3 separate regions of the Mus musculus genome follow, and all the other regions are linked to region 3. Evidence: chromatin contacts called from public ChIA-PET and promoter capture Hi-C data. All regions are on one chromosome and are shown on one strand. The core of a region is the stretch at or near the end of the contact, and the rest is flanking DNA. Distances in the headings are between cores, read along the strand shown.

Region 1 (4,516 bases), core at 78-2,577, 200 kb before region 3:
CAGTAGGAAACCTAGTGATCCCCCCAGACTGACTCCACGTGGCTTTATTTCAATGGAAGAAACCACCATTGTCACCCAACAGAATTGCTACAATTAAGGAAAACCCACAAGGCCACGTGTTGGTGAGGACGGAGAATGGATTTGATGGGGCACAGTTAGAAGGACCCCTTTGGAAAGCCGCAGAATCTGTTAAAGCTAGACATACAGTGGCCTCTCTGCCCAGCCGTGCCAACCCTGAGTGAGTACCCAACGCAAAGGTCAGCACAGTGGACACCGGCAGAGAGGGCTGGGGTATTCACAGCAAGCCCTCTTCTCCCCAAAGCCAGAACAACTCAAACGTTTGTGTAGGAGACGAGAAACACAATGGATATGTGGGCTATGTAGCTGGAGAACGTAATGTCCCATGCAGGGCCTTGTCTGACCCACATCCATAAAATCCCCCCTGGAGGAATCCAGGAGTATGAAGTACCTATAATGTGGCTCTGCACACGAGGGTCACGGGCCACAGAGTTAACTTGGGAAGGGAAGTCAGTTACCTTTGGAGAGAAGGATTGGGAAGAAGAGGGTTAGGGGTGGCTTCTCGCACCCACATGAGGATTACATGTGTTCACGTCATCAAAATTAACTGAGCTCCACATTTATGATAGCACATCGTTCCGTCTGCAATTTACTACAATTACAACCCACAGAGTGATTCTTCATGCAAACTGTTAGTAACCGAGGTGCGTCAACTTCTGAAATACTAGGAAAGGCAAGAAGAGTGACTAAGGCAATTTCTCCCTAATTGAAATTTCCTGCAGAATTAGACAAAAAAATTAGTTTCAGAGAAACAATTATAAATACAATTCAAAAGAAATTGTGGTTTTTTTTTTTTTTTTTTTTTGGCCTGGAGCTTGTAAGTCTAAGCAGCAATTTGGCTTAACTGATCAAGTATGGTACGGTGCATTATAGTAAAGGTTTTGTGAGGGGGGAGCAAACTGGCCAGCCATTCTGTGTGTGCAGTGAGAAGACATAGATTTCAATTAAGTCAGGAACTATTTAAATTGAACATCAGAAAACGGTTTCTAGAGTAGGATGTTAAACTTTAACTGTGGAACCGGAATGGCTAGTAAGGAAACTAGCTGAGGGCTGGGTGTGATGACATATTTATAATTTCAGGGGGAGGTTGAAGCAAGTGGCTCCTGAGTTCTAGGCTAGCCTGGGCCAGATTCCACATCAGAAACATAGTGAGCGTCTGTCTCTAAAACAGAAGCAAGGGGGCAGGCTCAGTGGGAAAGTGCTTGCTCTAAGAACAGGAAGACCCAAGTTTAAAACCTGGGCGTGGCTTCCTGTGCTGTCACCTCAATCTGAGGGTTGGGGTGGAGACAGGAGATCACTAGGGCTCACTGGCCAGGCAGCCCAGGGAAACCCAAACCAAACCAAACCAGACCAGACCAGACCAGACCAGACCAGACCAGACCAGACCAAACCAAACCAAACCAGGAGGTTCTGGGCTCAGTGAGAGCCGCCCTATCAAGGAGACAAGGTGGGGAAGGATAGAACAGGACACCTGATGCCCTCCTTTGGTCTTCTCAGGCATGCAAATACTTGTTTGTACACTCTGGTGGCTACTCGAAGTCTCACACAAGCATGCACACACTCCATATTCACCTCGTTGGACACCAGGCACTCACATGGTGCACACAGGAAAAACACTCATCCACATAAAAGAAGCCTTAAAAAGAAGTAGAAGGGCTGGGGATATGGTTCAGCGGGTACAGACAGTGTTTACCCAGCAAGCCTGAGGCCCTGGGGTTGGCCATTAGCCCCACACAAACTTCTGTAAGTTGATGCTGCTAGAAGAGAGACAGAAGAACCCCTGGAGCCTGCTTGTGTTGTTGAGTGAGGTGTAGTTCAATGAGAGACCCTGCCTCAAAAAAAAAAAGTGGAGAGTTTTTAGGCAGAGTTTCTCTATGTATCCCTAGTGGGCCTGGAGCTCTTGCTATGTAGATTGGACTGGCCCTTGAACTCACAGAGATATGCAACCATGCCTGGCCAAAAAGAGTTATTCTTTAAAAAAAAAAAAAAAGGTAAATTAGTATTAATTTTATTATTTGAATTTATAGTATATAATTTATATTAAATTAATATTAGTTATTTATTTGTAATTTTAAAATTATTTTTGTTTGGAGATAGGGTCTTGCATGGCTCAGACTAACCTCAAACTTGAGATTGGTTTTGAACTTTTTATCCTCCTGCCTCTGCTTTCCAAGTGCTGGGATTACAAGAATGTACCAACATGCCATGGGCCAACAGTAATTTTAGATGATAACAAACTCTAGAAGTTTCTCCCCTACCACACTGATTCTTTTCCCCTGTACACTTTATTCTTCTTGCCTCTAAGAGGATACATTCAAAAAAAATCTAAATGAAATACCCTAGGTTTGCTATGTTTTATTTGAGTTTGCTTTTAGGCTCAGAAATATAATTAGCTAAACCAGGACACATCTCTAAAATCTTTTATTTTGAGACAGCGTTTCACTAGGAAGCCCAGCTTTGCTTGGAACTCTTAATCTGGCCACAGCCTCCCAAGTGCTGGGGTTACAGGCATACGCTACCATGCCGGACGGAGTAGAAGAATATTTTTAATACATCTCCAAATATCCTCTTGAAAGATAGATAGTTTGGAGTCAAGGTTTTCAGTGTTAAATTGCTACTGGCTTTTTAGCTCAATTCCTATGTGGCTTTTGAGCATCTGAAAACTGCTGATTCTTGCTCGGTAAGTGGAGACTGAATTATGGCAACAAAGGTCTAGAGACGCCGAAGCAGATTTATGTCTCAGAAAGACCTATGCAAGATAAAAATAGTCACATGGAAATTTAAGGCCCTTCCTGCCCCTGGTTTCTCCATCTCTGGGGCGACTTTCTGGCATAAGTGAGTACCAGTATTCGGTTGCTGGCTCTGAGGTAGGTCTCTGAATTACACAGCGAAGCCCTTAGACGGGATACCTTCCTGGTTCTTCCTCAAGTCCTACCTGAAGTGTTCCAATTTGATGCCGCACAAAGTATGGCACTGTCCTGTTGTCCTGTGACTGTGACCGGGCTGAGACTGGAGCAGAGGGCCTTGCAGATCACGCTCCACACTAGGTCATGATGTTAGCATAAAGACAGAAACAACTGCCAGTTTCCACCAGTCAAAGAGTAGAACTATCCCATAGATTGGGGGGGAATAACTAATCATTGAAACATTAACCAATTTAACCTAGTCTTTATGAAGTCACGGTGACACATAGTTAACTATGGGGCCATTCTAATTCATTCAAAACTCAGCAGGCGTGCTCTGTGAGTACAGGGGCCATGCTAGGGAATGGGGGGTGGGGGGAAGAGAGCAGATGACCTCTAGGTGATTATCTGAGATGAGTCAATAAACACAAGAGAGGAATATGAGTGAGTGTAGCAGTCAATACCCATACCTCACAGAAGAAGGTTCTCATAGGCTGTGTGTGTGTGTGTGGAACAAGAAAACCAACCCCAACCTAAGCTAGATTCTGAGAGATGGCTGAGAAAGGGGAGGGTGGCGGGCAGCTTGGAAGTCTATGCTGGATATGTGTGTCCCTGACCCAAGGGACCAGACTGCAGCCTAGAGATTTCCCAGGCAGTGCAGTCATGGCTGTGTTCCAGGACACAGGCATAACATCCCGGAAACATGGAAGGCTGAGTTATGAATTCCAGTGGTCTCACCTTCCTGTCTGTTAGGCAGATATCAGAGGAAGAACATGAGAACACCAGTGTGATTCGAGTGTTCTTGTTTCACGATTCTTCTATCAAGTGACTGATCCCATTCTTTTAAGGAGACTAATAATTCTTATTTATAATTTATTTATTTTTATCTTATGTATATTGGTGTTTTCCCTGCAATATGTCTGTATGAAGGTATCGGGTCCTCTGGAACTGGAGTTACAGACAGTTGTGAGCCACCATGTGGGTGCCGGGAATCGAAGCAAGGTTCTCTGGAAGAGCAGTGCTCTTAACCGCTGAGCCGTTTCTCCAGCCAGACTAATTTTTTTAAATAGACAAATTTTACTCTGGAATCTAGGTTAGCCTTGAGTTTGCAGCACTCCTGCCTTAACCTTTTAAGTGCCAAGACCACAGATCTTTGTCAGCATGTCTGGCTGCCTTGGGTATTTTTGGAGCAATGTATAAATACATACTGAATGGGTAAAAAAAATGCTTTCGAAATTTTCTCCCATATTTTTTCTTAAAGCAATGGATTGAAATCTCATTGTTTTATGGGTAGCCATAAAAGAACTAATATTAAATAACAACAAATACATATGTTTTGATTTAACTTTTTTTTTCCTTGAGAAAAAGTCTTGCTCTGTAGCCCCAACTGGCCTGGAGACCAGGTCCAGCCTGCTGTCAGCTGCCGTGTGAGTGCTGGGACCCAGGTCCTTTGGGACAGCAGCCAGTGCTCTTAACCACTGAGCCATCTCTTCAGCTCCTTCATTTAAGGTTTTGAGATAAGGTCTTACTGTGCT
Region 2 (4,308 bases), core at 1,434-3,933, 250 kb before region 3:
ACTGGACTGTCTTGGGTCTGGCTGGTGAGGGTGGGACCTAGCCATCCCCCAACTCTTTGATGAGGAAGTAATATTTCCTATTAAATGGCACCAGGTCTACACTATTGTCACGTGTGGAGTGTTTCTTTGCCAGAGGGCTCCCTGCTAAGTGCACACACATCACTCTCTGGTTCCTCCTCAAGTCCCTCTAGGAAGTTACGTCATCACTTTGCGCATCTTACAAGTGGACAATTAGACAGGGCAAGGAGTTTGCTCCAGTTCTCACAGTGAGCAGGTGGCAGTGTAGATCCATTCCGAGTTACAGCCAGCTCTGTGCCTGTTGTATCTAGTTGTCCCTCACATGCTATTTTTCAGTAGATAGTGGCTGGCATGCCAGGGCCTTGTGGGGGCGGGGAGGGGAGCTCCCGGGTGGGGAGATGAGGCTGGACCCCCTCACGTTCTTTCTCCATTTCTTTAGGACTGTGGTGTGGCATAGGCAGAACGCACAGAGCAATTTCAGAAGCACCAATGGTGGGGTGATAGAGAGCTTGGATGATGGAGACATGTGGCTGAAATAATCACATGATAATTAAATGACTATATACCTCCCCACCCCATGCTGTCTGTAAGAACTGTGGTGTATAGTGGCTTCTGTTCATTGGATGCACAGGCAAGGTAGCTGCTGTCCTTCTAACCTGCAGAAAGAGATCCCACCTTTTCTATAGTGTGGTTCCCTCAATTTCCGTGGACTGGAGTTGTGGGCACAGGGTTAGTGGCTGCTTGAGGAGGCTGACTAAGCTCCATGCCGTTGGCTCCACTCTTTTTTTTTTTTTTTTTTTTTTTTCCTTTTTTTTTTTTTAAGATTTATTTATTTATTATATGTAAATACACTGTAGCTGTCTTCAGACACTCCAGAAGAGGGCACCAGATCTCGTTACGGATGGTTGTGAGCCACCATGTGGTTGCTGGGATTTGAACTCCGGACCTTCGGAAGAACAGTCGGGTGCTCTTACCCACTGAGCCATCTCACCAGCCCCCGGCTCCACTCTTGTATATAAGCAGTGGGAGGTTTGGAGGCATTTTAGGGACCTCAGCTTGTTTGTCAGCAGTGTTTAGGAGGCAGGATGAACTTGGTCACTCAGAAGCTGGTGGTACAGTCCTTCCTTCTGACCCAGAGTAAGGAATCCCATCCTGTTTCCTGCGGTCTCTCTCCTTCACTCCCCCCCCCCCCCCCAGCATCAGTTTCATCCTCCCTGGCTTCTTTGGGCATCACATAGCTTTTCTCTGCAGCCCAGAAGGCAGAGTGGCTTGGAGATCGTTGGAACCTCAGGTGAAGCCTCATCCGGCTCTTTCCCCGAACCTGGGCTGGCGTGAGCTCTCTAGGAAGATCCTGGCCAAGCTGGGGAGAGCATCTCCTTTTAGGGAGTGTGGTGAATTAGATCGCTTTCTGCACCCTGCTGTTGCAATGGCACAGGCTGTGGAGGAAGATTCTCGGAGGAGCTCTGTTTTAATGTAGCAATTTGATTCAATTTTCCACTCTATAAAATTACCCATCACCGCTCGTTGCTTCCTAACAGACACCTTCACTCTTAATTTAACAATCCTATCGAATTCTGCCAGGGAAATTGGAAAAATTTATCACCTGTGAAATTTTATTTTCCTTTGGTTGTATCTGTTTTTGTAAAACTTCATTAACGACGATGACTTGCTGAGGAAATTATCATTTTTTTTTTAACTTCAGACACAAGAAATGGCTCGACCTCAACCAAGATATCATTTGCATAATAAAACACAACAACAACAACAACAACAACAACCACCACCACCGCCGCCGCCGCCAGGGGAAGTGGAGTCTGGCAGAGGCTGGAGGACTGAGGAGGATTGAACACTTCTTGGTGGGGCTTTGAGGACACACAGACTTGCAACTTGACTCAGAGAGCAATGACGTCGCTTGTCTCTCAGGCAAGAGACAAATAGGGAATACCTACTTAAGAAGGCTGGGTCCTCCTCTTAGGAAGCCTTGAGATGCAATTATTTACTGATAATGCTTTTAGCAAGGGGCCCTGTCTTCTGGGGCCTAAGTGTTGGGTTCACCTTAGTTTCCAGGTTCATCTGGGATGCAGGCTTAAATTGCTATAAATTTTGGCTTAATTTGAATTTCTTAGCAGAGTACTAAACTCCTGGCAAATTTCCACAGGAGCGCTTCCTGAATGGACTTGAAGATTCAGCTTTCCCATTGTCTAAATACCTCACAATTAAAAGGCTCAGGCTCCGGCTTTCCAGTCTGACCCCCACTGTGTTCTGTACTGTTCACCAGCTGCTGGATTCCCACCAGAAGTGGCTCTGCGGGAACAGTGATGACTGTGCGTTTTCTGAGATGCTAGTGAGCCTGCCTTGTGAAGGGGAGGGCTCCAGAGTCAACCGGCCCCAGCACGGGGAGAGGCGAGGCAGGGTAGGCTTACTCTGAGGAGATGAGATTTGACTCTGGGCGATGATGAGGTGTGTTCTATCAGAGTTTTACTGTATCAAGACCATTGTTGGCATCTGCACAATCCAGACTTTGGAAATCCTCCGTACCTTTGAGACAATGCTTTATCCTTCTCCAGATTCTACAGAAAGTAAGCCAGGGCTAGAGAGTTATGAGAACGCACCCCCAAACTCACAGCTAGCCAATGAGAAACAGAGGGAGTGGTCTCTAGCCTTTAACCTTCATGGCTCAAGAACAAGTGACGTCACGTCACGTGGTACCGCTGAAAGAGGATTTCATCTTGTTCCCAGAACAAGGCAGAGTCACCGGGCTTTTTACACCATCTCCTTCAGACAGTGAACCTTGAATAGGGATAACTTTGGGGGCTGTTTCGTTCTTTCGCATGTCAAGAGTTTTTTGTTTTTGTTGTTGTTTTTCTGAGCAGCAGGAGGTGGGTAGTTAGCCGGTGATGTATCTTACCTGGTAGGACTTCATAAATGTCCTCCTCTTTCTCAGTAGGCTCAGGCAAGGCCATGGCTCTGCACTGGGAGCCAGACCTTGGGGAGTCAAAGCCATCGACGTCATTGTACATTTCTTCCTCTTCTTTCTCTTCTTCCTCCTCTTCCTCCTCCTCCTCTTCGAAGGGAATGGTTAAGGAGCTAAGATCTGCAGCGGGAGCAAAGATAAGAATGAATAAAGATAGAAAAAAAAAGAAGTATAGGAAAGGAGGAGGTGAGAGAGGAGGAGGGATGAGAATAAAACATGTCAGGAGAAAATGAAACACTAGGTTAAGGGCTGTTATTTCTAATGCGGGCCTCAGTGGCAGGAAATCTACAGAAAAGGCCAGCCCGTCACTGCATCAGGTTTAACCCACCAACATAAATCCTCCCTGGCAATAAAACGTGGTCAGGATGAAGCAGCCCAGAAAAGTATGGGTATGGGAACGGAAACGCAAGGTGAAAGGAAGAAAATAGGCCAGGCGAGGCATTGCCTGTGTCCTATGCTCTGCTCGCCAAGCAGAAAACCGGATCGGTGAGCGATGGCTCCAAGTTGGCCAGGGTGACAGAGCCCAGGCAATATGGCGGAGTCTGAGCTCTCAGACGTTCATTTCCCGGTGGTCTCACTGTGGAATTCAGACAAATTTGTTCGTGGAGAGGGAAGAAAAACAAATGAGGAAAAGCAGCAGAAGAAAAGAAATGGGGGCACGGGAAAACACAACCGTGGTGTGACCAGACGGAATGGCCAAACAGCACAGTTACCATGTCCTTTTGCGGCCTGGATGACCTCAAAGTGGGTCACTGAGGAGGGGGTGTTCAGCCATTACCGCACTGGTGAGCACCAGGGCGGGGAGAAAGATTGGTTTCAATTCTGATAGGGGGATGGGAAGCTTGTTCTCTGCCTTCAGTGTGCTCCCGGAACCCCCACCCCCACCCCCACCCCACCACCGAGGGGCCGCTGCAGGACCCAGCGAGCACACTGAGCATACTCTGGGGACAGGAAGGATGGAGAGACAGGAACGGTTCATTTCGAAGCACAATAAAACTGCTTGGCTTGATTAGGCTTTTAATAAAGATTTCCCAACAAATTTCATCTGAATTCCGGCGACTTCATAGGAGGAAAGGATCAAAGGCACATTTGCGGCTGAAACCATATGTTATTATTTTGTTTGTTTTAAAATAAAATGGAATGAATAATTTCTTCAATGTGAGATTCTGAAAGTACCACAGGGTACAGCTCAATAAAGCTGCTTTGAGTTTTATTGAGGTTTATACACTTAGGGGTATATTACACGCATAAATCCTAGGCACCTAGATGAGAGTGTACCCTGTAGCCTCACCATCAACGCCCGTGTCTGCCTAGCT
Region 3 (4,384 bases), core at 1,255-3,754:
GTGTGGTGGGAGGAGGCGTATAACCAGACCCAGACAACAAATTGACAGCCATTTTAGATGTCTAATATTCACAAGTTGTAACACAGAGAATCATTTGACTGTTTTACGATAGAGACCGCATTCCATTAAAAACAAAAACCTATAGCCAATATGTTATTATCATCACATGAATCTTTCAAAAACATATTTTTAACCACTTTTCAATAGAATCATTGGTTATATCCCACTTTATATTTTTCCCTCCACTTCAGAATCAAGAGCAGAATTACACGTTTAAAGGGAGGGATGGCTTTAAAGAAACAGTTAACCAGTGAAGCACCTCACAGTGGAACCTCAGACTCCTCCCTATCTTCTAAAGACCCGCGCACTATCAGAGATTGTTAAGACACAGCAAGTTTGATACAGAAGTATGTGACACGCAATTAATCTCCATTCATACCCGGCTCTGCTTGTCAGCAAACAAAGGTTCTGCTTTAGAAGGAGATCTGAAGACTTCAATTAAAAACAGTCAGCTAACAAGAAAACGATCTGAGCTAAAGGAAGGCGGCAGGTGCAAAAATGAGTTGTTTACCAAAGTGTCAGTTTTGAACAATAAAGAACTGCACATCAAAAATGTCGGAGGAGGGGACTGTGTTGCTAGCCTCTGAAAATAAGAGGGAATTTTTCTATTGATGCCTGTGCACCAAACTGAAGTGACATTTAGCAAGCTTGTAAAGTGGGTTTCTTCTCATAAAATGACTGACACCAATAAAAAGAGACACTCGGTCTTTAAATACAAGGGTAGAATTCAACTTGTGGCTGCAATTCCTTCTCTAAAAACCAAAGACAATTGTACAACTTCCTCTATGTACCTAATATTGAACCAGCACTGGCTAAATCTCGTTAGATGCCTGGTGATTTCTTCTATCTTCCAAATAACTTTATTTCTACAGTTTCTTGGTTTACAAGCTAAGTGGATTTTTAGATAATTTAGAGAACATAGCTCAGTAGTGGAATGTCTAATGACCCTGTGTAAGGTTCTAGATTCAATCCCCTAAGTACAAGAGAGGGTGGTGGTGACTAAAGGTGCTTGCCACCAAGCCTGAAGACATGAGTTCTATCCCCATCACCAGAAGATGCAAGATGAATGCCAACTCCCAACAGTTGCCACCCGAACTCCACAAACAGGCTGTGGCACATGCACACCCACACAATACACTCCAAAAATAGATAAAAACCTTTTTCTAAAATAGATTTTTGAAACATCGCCTCAAAAGAAACACATAGCCGCCAACTCTTACAGAGACGCTATCCAGAATAGAAACAGGGCTACAGACAGAATCCAAAAGCACTGGCCAAATCCTTGATTAGGAGGCATTTATACCCAAGATAACAAGGTAATGGAGATATAAAACCAATTAAATTGAGAGAAACTGGAAAGAATGCAGCTTGCCAAAATCATGACCTGCCCAAAGCAGGCCATCTGTTAACGATGTGTCAGATGTGTCGCCTGGATGCCGAAAGGCTTAATTCTGAGCGGTTTCCTCTTGAGACCCTTATGCAACTGCAGATTCCAGGTTTCTGTCCTCCCAGGAAGGGAAGGGCAGTCATAGGAAAATGAGTAAAACTGATTTTCACCATGGGAGCCAAGCACAAGATACCGTCCATCAGGGAAGTCTCTTCGGAGTGTATGTTGAGTGTCGGAAAGTGTGACCTTAACTGTAAAGGACAGTTTTAAAGGTGAAACCATCACAACAGGACACTTAGGGAAGGGAAGGACACCATACTCTGAGGTTTATGACACCCCTAGAAGTCTTCAGGTTAGGAAATGACTCTCACACTTATAAGACGTCCCCTAACCACCAGGCTTGGCCCAAAGACCATAAATCTCCAGAGCCCTACTGTGTGCCTAGGAGATGTCTACCCAGAAAGGTGTGGGTCTTCCACAAGGTGAGGAGTCAGGACTGGGAAGGATGAGACCTAATCACTGCACACCTCAGGGATTTCCCGGGGTGACAGGTTCAAGACCAAGCAAGGTGTCAAGGGAGGCCATGAACTGACCCGTAAGACCTTAGAGACCTGGAAGTGTTGATGCATCTGGAAGTGATACAGATGCCTAGAAGGAACAGAAAATATGTAACTCAAGGGAGAGGTGGGGACCTTGAGGATGAGAGAGAGGCTAGGGCTTTGGGGACAATTGGGGGATTAAGGACTCTGGAAGCCTGGAACTTATAGTAGGTAAGTGACCAGGCTAAAGAACTAGTACCCTAGTGTCTCCTTTCTTGCCTTCAGCCCAGCACTGAGAGGCCCTCCCGGACGGGATGGGTCAGGACAGAGGTCTGGCACTGAACCAGGAGTTAGTTACCTTCCAGGAGCCAACAGATCTCCTCCGGGAGGGCGACAGCCTGCATTTGGCGAAGCGAGTGGGCGGCCGCAGCAGAAGGCGGGATAAGGGACGTGTGCCTGCTCGGACGGCGGGCGCAGCGAGCTGCACCCCAGGCACCTGTACCTCGGCTGTCGCCTGGGGGGGGGGGGGAGGCGCTGGGCGGGGCCGCCGGTCGCGCGCTCAGGAAGCGGCGCGCGCAGCCGGCGGCGGGAGCCCGGGACCCCGGGCGCAGGTGCACTGGTGCCACTGAGGTGGCACGCAAAGTCAATGGCGTGGCCCTTTGAGCCCCTCACCAAAAAATTGCCTAGATTCCCAAGAGCCTTGGAGGCTAGGTTTTGGCGGAAACATCTAAACACTGAGCAGTTTGACCTTGGGGCTGTAGGTTTAAAAGGCCATGGCTGTTCCTGGACTGGGGTGCAGAGGCAGAATCCAAGAAAGAGCTTGGTCCTTGCCAAAGATATAGTGCCTCAGTTCTGATCCAGCGCACTGTCGGGGAAAGCCCTGCTGGTTAGAAATTAAAATCTGGAGTCCCAGCGACAATGCCGATCGCCAACATTTGAAAGACTCAGCATCAGAGGCAATACCCATGGAGAGACACGGAGGGAATGTCCTTCCCTCTGGAGGTGAAAGGCTGAGAGAAGGTGGGAAACAGCTCTTTCTCGGAACAGAGGAAGGAAGAAAGTGATCAACGAGATCACAGGGCTGTGCCCTTCCCCGCTCAAAGTACAGCCAGTCAGTGATCAAGTTTGGGTGGTAGTAGGTACCAAAGATGTTGCTACAGCACGAACTTGGGCAGTGGTACGTGGAACCCTTTGTTATTTTTGTGGACCGCTTGTGAGTGAACAAGTACTCAAAGGTTGTTTATTTGATTGGTATTTTATAGTACAACAGGCCTTGAAGAAAGTAGAGCAGCATGGACGGTATACGAAAGAGCAAGAGGAGGACTGGCGCATGCCTGTTGGTATTAAATACCAGACTCCGGGGTTTTACAAGGGTGGGGAGACTTTGCAGGTAGAAAATTATCTGTAATTATGTGACCCCTGCATATCTCTCTCTCTCTCTCTCTCCCTCTCTCCCTCTCTCCCTCTCTCATTCTATTCTATCCCCATAATAGGTAAGAAGGATTGGGAGTGGTCCTGGAACACATGAAGGGAGGAAGGTAAGCGATTTGTTAATCTGCCTGGGGGTGGAGATAATATTGATCTCAATGTAGAAGGCAGAGCAAAGACAAGAAACCGTTCAGAAGGGCACAGGGCAGGTGTATATGTCTCCTGGAATAAGTGTGTGCACACACCCCAGGAAGATGCAGTCTCAAGTTTAGGAACCCTCACTTTTAAGGACTTTGGTGGCCTTTAGCATGTCCTGACGCCTGAGAAGGAGTGGTCTTGGTTTCAGGGCCTCACAACCCACCTATAAGTTGCAATAAATTGAACTGAAGGGATAGAACCCGGTCGGGGTCACCAGAGAACCCAAATCCATGGTGTTGCTTCTTACTGGGTGAAGCTATAGTGACAGGCTTGGGCTGCCTCTTCCAGGCTCCAGAGGGGGTGTAGGCTGCCTCCTACCTTGCTGTCTCCCAGATAAAACTGAAGTTGCTCTAAAATCACTTGGGGTGCGTGCATGTTTAAACATGGAGGCTATGTGGCTCACACACATGCTTCTTTTTGTAAACATAAAACTGTTCTTCAAAAGGGGGGCGGTAGGCTTCCCTCTCTAGTGCACAAACTTCCTCCATTTTTCTTCCAGCAATGGGAAAAGAAGGACAGCCCTTCCCTCTTTCTTTAGTAAAAGGCAGGTTTCTAGGATCTGAAGAGAACCCAGAGTGCCCCGTCCCCTTATTTAAGGACATTGGTCAGCATGGTCACATAGGGTAGGTGCTCAGGAGTTGTCTGACAAAGGACAGAACCCCAGGCTTCCTGCCACCTAGGGAGAAGCAAAACCGCACAAGGTAGATATTCTCCTTGCATCTCTTCCCCTGTGGATGACTGGGTTTGGGAGCGATGGAGGTAGAGGGAGGTG

What was found. Promoter capture Hi-C pulls out the DNA fragments that hold promoters and counts their contacts. ChIA-PET counts read pairs in DNA pulled down with a chosen protein or histone mark.
Region 1: a contact with region 3 is called in an RNA polymerase II ChIA-PET map of memory CD8 T cells, with 25 read pairs. The contact joins the enhancer-like site here to the promoter of Skap1 in region 3. A contact is called at or near these places in 2 of 39 promoter capture datasets (both in embryonic stem cells), 1 of 484 Hi-C or Micro-C datasets (nephron progenitors), 2 of 115 datasets of contacts at active chromatin or transcription factors (embryonic stem cells and memory CD8 T cells) and 1 of 9 other capture datasets (embryonic stem cells).
Region 2: a promoter capture Hi-C map of embryonic stem cells shows a contact between it and region 3. The contact joins the enhancer-like site here to the promoter of Skap1 in region 3. A contact is called at or near these places in 7 of 39 promoter capture datasets (the C10 cell line, the HPC-7 cell line, embryonic stem cells and 3 more) and 2 of 115 datasets of contacts at active chromatin or transcription factors (both in embryonic stem cells).

What each region holds. Positions count from the first base shown.
Region 1 is chr11:96,663,997-96,668,512 of GRCm38.p6, reverse strand. All of the region lies in intron 4 of Skap1 (src family associated phosphoprotein 1), which reads right to left. Among named protein-coding and RNA genes, the nearest start is that of Snx11, 110 kb to the left of the region's middle. Within about 2 kb of position 1,327, at least 44 of the 459 cell types and tissues checked have an H3K27ac peak or open chromatin away from gene starts, as enhancers often do. A contact at or near this core is called in embryonic stem cells and memory CD8 T cells, where this site is marked.
Region 2 is chr11:96,711,821-96,716,128 of GRCm38.p6, reverse strand. Skap1 (src family associated phosphoprotein 1) reads right to left here. Exons shown (of 12, transcript NM_001177899.1): 9 at 2,927-3,112. Among named protein-coding and RNA genes, the nearest start is that of Snx11, 64 kb to the left of the region's middle. Within about 2 kb of position 2,683, at least 21 of the 459 cell types and tissues checked have an H3K27ac peak or open chromatin away from gene starts, as enhancers often do. A contact at or near this core is called in embryonic stem cells and stem cell-derived epiblast-like cells, where this site is marked.
Region 3 is chr11:96,462,711-96,467,094 of GRCm38.p6, reverse strand. It overlaps Skap1 (src family associated phosphoprotein 1), which reads right to left and starts at 2,504. Exons shown (of 12, transcript NM_001177899.1): 1 at 2,345-2,504. The coding sequence starts at 2,390. Gm11529 (predicted gene 11529) reads left to right here and starts at 2,548. Exons shown (of 3, transcript NR_033524.1): 1 at 2,548-3,006; 2 at 3,480-3,524.